2 separate regions of the Sus scrofa genome follow, and region 2 is linked to region 1. Evidence: chromatin contacts called from public Hi-C data. All regions are on one chromosome and are shown on one strand. The core of a region is the stretch at or near the end of the contact, and the rest is flanking DNA. Distances in the headings are between cores, read along the strand shown. Region 1 holds the start of PRRC2A (proline rich coiled-coil 2A). Region 2 holds the start of SLC44A4 (solute carrier family 44 member 4).

What was found. Hi-C and Micro-C count contacts between places; a contact is called where the count stands out from the background.
Region 2: a contact with region 1 is called in a Hi-C map of epiblast stem cells, with 2.9 times the contacts expected there. The contact joins the promoter of SLC44A4 here to the promoter of PRRC2A in region 1. A contact is called at or near these places in 1 of 5 promoter capture datasets (fetal liver) and 1 of 47 Hi-C or Micro-C datasets (epiblast stem cells).

Annotation. Positions count from the first base shown.
Region 1 is chr7:23,741,041-23,744,061 of Sscrofa11.1, reverse strand. It overlaps PRRC2A (proline rich coiled-coil 2A), which reads right to left and starts at 1,760. Exons shown (of 32, transcript NM_001114675.1): 1 at 1,608-1,760; 2 at 936-1,113; 3 at 207-306; 4 at 40-112. The coding sequence starts at 1,719.
Region 2 is chr7:23,975,561-23,978,568 of Sscrofa11.1, reverse strand. It overlaps SLC44A4 (solute carrier family 44 member 4), which reads left to right and starts at 1,339. Exons shown (of 21, transcript NM_001101818.1): 1 at 1,339-1,389. The coding sequence starts at 1,356. EHMT2 (euchromatic histone lysine methyltransferase 2) reads left to right here. Exons shown (of 29, transcript NM_001101823.1): 28 at 1-54; 29 at 381-886. The coding sequence ends at 561.

The DNA.
Region 1 (3,021 bases), core at 511-3,010:
GGCGCCCAGAGATACCTCCCCAAACCCTGCTGCACTAACCATCTCCATGTGCTCCATGGGTGACGCTGGCTTGTGCCCAGGACTTTACCCCGCTTGGAACCGAAGGAGTGTTCTGAGAAAGCAGAAATGATAAATGGTGATGTAGGTGAGGAGCTACAAGCCATTCCTGCCCATACACCTTAAATAACATCCAGGTCTTCAGATACCTCTGGGGCTGCTGGGGGTCGTTTCGGTTGGTTGGAGGCAGGCGTCTGTGAAGCCGGCAGTGGCTGCGATTCCGGCGGCTGAGCGGTTGAGGCATCGGAACTGAGGGGATGGTAGGATGGGAAGGTCATCCAGAGCTTGAAATGGCTCTGGCTCCCCTGCTGCTCCAACTGATGGAGGATAAAGACTGATCCCAGGCTTCCTTGCTACCGTTTATAAATACAATACCATAAACTTGTCATCCATACCATAGGCTGTCATCTGTTCTTCAAGCTTTCTTTCTGTGTGAAAGCTAAAGGAACCATTCCTTAGTCATCTAACAGGAGTCTTTCAACAGGCAGAAGAGAGTCTTCCCTCTTTGTCTCTGACTCTCATGTGGCCAGGCCAGACCAAGCCCCAATTCATTCTGAAGTCCAAATACTCATGGTTTGTTTGGGGTTTTTCCCTGTCTTTCTAGGGCTGCATCTACAGCATATGGTAGTGCCCAAGCTAGGGGGGGAATCGAAGCTGCAGTTGCTGGTCTACACCACAGCCACATCAATGCCAGATCCGAGCAGCATCTGTAACCTACACCACAGCTCACGGCAACACCAGATCCTTAACCCACTGAGCCAGGCCAGGGATTGAACCCACATCCTCATGGATACTACTCAGGTTCGTTACCAGTGAGCCACAATAGGAACTCCAAAGTTAAAGTACTCCTTAACTCTAGGTCCCCCAAGCCTGTCTACCTCTTGGGGTCGGACTGCTCCTGTTTGCTTGCCCATCCTGTTCCGTCTTTCGGCACTAGTGAGACGTTGGGGTCATTGCCTTTGTTCTCGGCTTTCAGGCTTGGAAGGTTGGCTGGGGGTGGCATACGCCGAGCAATAGCAACTTTCCCGAGACTCTGCAGGCCATGGCGAGGGGCAACTGGAGAAAAGATGAAGGTGAAAAATGCTTCACACTGAAGATCTGAGCATCCTACCTCAGGCCCCATTTAGACATTCTCAATGTCTTATTATCAAAGTTCTCTCAGAAACCTTCCCTCTCTTTGTCCCCAGGTAATCTCCAAAATCCTATCAGGAAGGAAGGAAGGCAGAGATGCTTTACATTCAATACTTCTATGTAGGATGGTTGAACTAGAGCCTGCAGGGAGCAAGCTGGCCCCAGACGTCTCCAAGTCCATATTTCTTTGCCTCCAATTCTTACGTGTCCAAAGACAGGAAACCACAGACACGCCTTTGTAGGAGGGTACTGGTGTTCACCCAAAGTGCAATGTACCCCTACAGGACCCAAGATAAAGCTGGAAAGTCTCTAGTGTTCATCTAATGTTTTGATATAGGTTCCCTTCAAAGAGCTCTGAAACACACACCCCATTCATGCCCAGCCTCCAATAATTAGGAACATCTTTGCAGGACCCTCACCAGCGGGTTTCTGGATCTCTAAGGACTTGCCCTTATACGTATCAAACAGGTTGAGCGAGGAATACTTCTTTCCATCCTTCCCCTTGGCAGTCGGCCCCGAGCGATCGGACATTGCGCTGGAAGCTCATTGAGTACGTTGGGTCCTGCAGGCACCTCCCCCAAAACGTGCCGGAGCCTGTGGGCCAGACACCAAGTGTTTCCATCTCTGCTCCATTTAGAGACATCAACAAAAGCCTAGATGCACCCTTTCATTCTCATCAGGAGCTCAGATATATGGTCCTCGCTTATCTTTTCCTCTGGCCTATTCAAATACCCCAGGTCTTTTTAAGCAATCACGATCAACTGAGCTCCCAACAGAGCCCAAATGCCATGTTCCCTCTTCCCCCCAAGGCACCTCTTGCCAAGAAAACCCAAATAAAAATCCAGTATTTTCCTAATATAAACTCTCTCCTCTTTGTGCCACTTTATAAAGGGTAGCATCCTTTTTATTATCCCCACAAGTAATAAGCTCTTCTCTCTCCACCAAAATCATTTCGTAGACCTACAATAAAAAAAAGAAAAAAAAAAAAGGCAAACCCAAGGCCTAGAAAAAACCAGAGACCTACAACTCCATCATGTAAGGAACAAAGCTTTAGATCTCCTACTTGACACCAGCTTCCTAACTGTGCCCCAGGTTCCATTCCCAGAAGCCTCACTCCCATTTGGGGAGCTTCGCAGGAAGGTATGCCAGGAGTTAAGGATTTTATGAGCTTGCTCAGCCAGACTGGGGGCTGGTGCCATAGAACTCCTCAGGGAACAATTGGGGCTCTACACTCCCAAGCTATACAGAACCAAGTACTTGGGATATACCATTTCCTACACTTGCCCCATCCCAGCTCCGGAAAAAAAAAATCTGTCTCCACATGAAGTACTGGTGGGCTCTGGTTTACCCTATGAAGATGTGAAAAAAAACAAAGCATTATGGATCCAACTCAAGCACATCAGGTAACCATGGAGCCAAGGCCAGAACCAACTTCATTTTCCTATCCCCAGTAAAAACGCCCATCGGTAGTCTTCTCTTTCCCTAATACCCCCTGCTCCCCAGGTAGGCCAAACTCTGCATCAGCAGTCAGTTCCTGAGTGTCCAGGCATTCATTTACAGAGAATGGTGCAAAGGAAAGAAATGGGGGTTGGTGGGATATCCATACAGTACCAGGATGAAAACTGAAATCAAGAACTTTAAGACAAGTTAAATGAGGAGATGGGGATTGCTTGGTAAGTATTTAAGAAGACCAGTCTGAAAATAAATTTATGAGAAAAAGGGGGAAGAGATGAATTGCGGAGTGAAGAGATTAAAGCTAATAAAGAGAATAAGAAAGCAAGTGGAAAATAATACATGTTAAGCAAGATGGATAGGAAAAGGGTGCAGACCACA
Region 2 (3,008 bases), core at 90-2,589, 230 kb before region 1:
TCCGCGCATTGCCTTCTTCAGTTCACGAGACATCCGGACCGGGGAGGAGCTGGGGTGAGGCAGCCTGGGACGCGGCCATGGGTGTGGGAGGGGCAGCCGGCCCGGGACCAGAGCAGGAAGGCTGGAGAGTGCCTGCTCTCCAGGCACGGATTAGAGCAGAGCTTCTCTGAAACGGGCCATAAACAGAGTCCCAAGCCGCACAGGTTTTGAGTCAGTAGGTTTGGGATGAGGCCCAAGAGTCCTCATTCCTAACAAGCTCCTGGGCAGCGCTGGGGCTGTAGGTGCAGAGAGCATAGGAGGCCTCAGAGCCCCGCAGAAGATGGGGACAGATGCTTCGGAGTGGGTCTGGGTCCCACAGACCGCCTGTGCTCCCCTGACAGGTTTGACTATGGTGACCGCTTCTGGGACATCAAAAGCAAATATTTCACCTGCCAGTGTGGCTCTGAGAAGTGCAAGCACTCAGCGGAGGCCATCGCCCTGGAGCAGAGCCGCCTGGCCCGCCTGGACCCCCACCCCGAGCTGCTGCCCGAGCTCAGCTCCTTGCCCCCCGTCAACCCCTGAGAGTGGACCACACACACCCCTCCCTACCCCAGGACGGCCACCAACTCGGCAGCCACCTCTGCTACTTGCTGCCCACAGCCCACACCTGGGGGTGCCACAGTCTCCTGTCCCTGCACCCCTCCACACATTCCTCAGCCAGAGATCCCCGCCAGGCCCTGGAGGTCTGACAGCCCCTCTCTCCCAGAGCTGGTTCCTCCCTGGGAGAGTGACTTCAGGGCTGGCCACCCCCCTGTTCCCCATCCTTAGCTGAAGTTTGATGAATTGAAATTGGGGCCCTATGCTAACTGGTTTCCTTTGTTCTCAATAAATGTTGGGTTTGTAATAAGCCGAGGGGTTGCAGCCAGAGGGAACGTGGGTGCGAGGGGCAGGTGAGGATGGGAAGCAGGCCGGGCAGGTGTGCCTGGTGTGGCTGGTGCGGCTGGCCGCCCGGGGGAGGGGCAGGGGGTGACCGGGTGCAGGATCTCTGGTCAAGGCCAAATCTCATCTGGACACTTAATCTTTTGCGGGAGGGTGTGGGCGGGAGTGTACAACCAGTGAGGAAGTTGGCAAAATTGAGGAGGGTTTTCTTAGAGCGTGCGGGAGTCCTTCAGGTCGTGGTCCTTGAGGCCTGAGCAAGTAGCCTTGACCTGACCCCATCCCAGGCTCGCCTTCCAGCTCAGAGTCAAGTAGGAGGAACTAGAGTGTGTCAGGGACCACAGGCAGGGGTGGGGCTGTGACGTGCCAGAGGGAGGGCGGGGCAGGTGGCAGGTGAGCTGCCAGGTCTCCCAGGCTCCAATCACTCCGGAGACTGAGCCATGGGGGAAAAACAGGACCCAGACAAGGCCTACGGTGAGGCTGGGGCCAGGCTGGGATGGGGGCTCGGGCTCCAGTGAGGAAAGGGAGAGCTACACTGGGAATGGGGAGGGGGGCGCGGTGCTGGGGTCGCCCCAAGGAGTGGAGCTGAGGGGAGCCGTAGTCCCAGAGGGGAGGGACCAGGAAATGAGCTGATGGAAGAAGGTCCTGGGAGGAGGACGGGGTTCTGGGGCTGGGAGCCATGGCTGGGGAGCCTTCCCGGAGTGCATCTGGGGTCCCTGGGAGGAGGGGGTGCTATCAGCCCTGGACTCTGGTTCTCTGGAGGCAGGGCCCTGGGAAGCAGAGCCTGAACCGGAAGGAGGCAGGGACAGGGTCCTGAGGAGGGGAAAGGGCTCAGGCTGGGGGTGTCAGGTGCTGCAGAGCCTGGGAGGGGTGAGCTGGGGTCTAGGCAGCTGTCAGGAGAAGCAGCTGCGGTCCCCAAGAGGAGGAGGAGTTTCGGCCTGGACTCTGGGTCTCTGAGGGGACAGGGTGCTGGGGGTCCCTCTGAGGAGCTGGGGCTGCAGATCTTGGTGGAGAGGGGGCTGGGGGCCTGTCTCGAGGGTCTCTGTTAGGAGGGTGTACACAGAGGAATGGGGAGCAGCACCTGCTGAGGGTCCTCTGCAGGGTAAGGCCTCAGGAAAGGGAGCAGGGAGCCTGTCTCCAGAATCTGTGAGGAACAAGGCTGGGAGGCTGCCCAGGGGTCCCCAGGCCTGGGGTTGGGGGGCGGGAGTCTGAAGGGAGAGGACACTGGGACACCTGTGAGCATCGAAGGCTAGGGGGTTGCCTGCCGAGGCCCCCTGGGGTCTGGGGTTCTGAACTTCTCTCTGGAAAGAAGGGAACCCAAAGGAGGGGCCTCCCAGAAGCCTTCCTTGGTCCAAAGGGAATTAGGGGAGGGAGCAGTGAGGGCGCCTCGTAAGCTTCAGCTTCCCGGAGCGGCTTTGGGTCAATCATTGACATCATGTCCGAGAACCTTGGAGGGACAGAGTCCAGGGCACCAGGGACAATGGACCACACCCCATCCCAGCCCTCTGTCCTCCCTCCTCGATGCCCACAGGGGACCCTGGCTGCCTGGCCCCACCCCCTCTCTGTGTGTACTCAGGGAGGACCAGGAACAGGACGTGGCCCCAATCTCAACTGCCAGGCTCAGGTGTCACCGGGACTGCCCTCCCAGGGACTGACAGTAGCCTGGAGACCAGACCGAAGTCCTTTCGGGGTGGGGGTCTGCAGGGGCCCCTCCCCTCCCCGGGCCTTGGGGGAGTGGATGCCTTCGGTTCCAGTGTCTTTCCCCTTAGCTTGGGGCCGGGGGTAGAGGAAGGGGCTGGGGTCGATGCCGAAGGGGCTATGACCTCCCTGAAAAGCTCTGAATCTGCGCCCACAAGGATAGGGGTGTGAAAGCCACTGGGAAGGCTGAAGACAGCCCACACCCCAGCTGGAGGGAGACTCCGGAGCCAGGGTGGGGGAAGGAGATGAAGGCTATTTGCCTGGCGGCCTTGAGGTTCGAGCCATTAATGACCCATAAAGGCGGCCCTTTCCCCTCCCTCCAAGGCCGCCTGGCTGGAGTTCACAGTGAGCCGTGAGGCTGCTGACCAAGCTTTGATCCTAACGTTTCCTGTTCT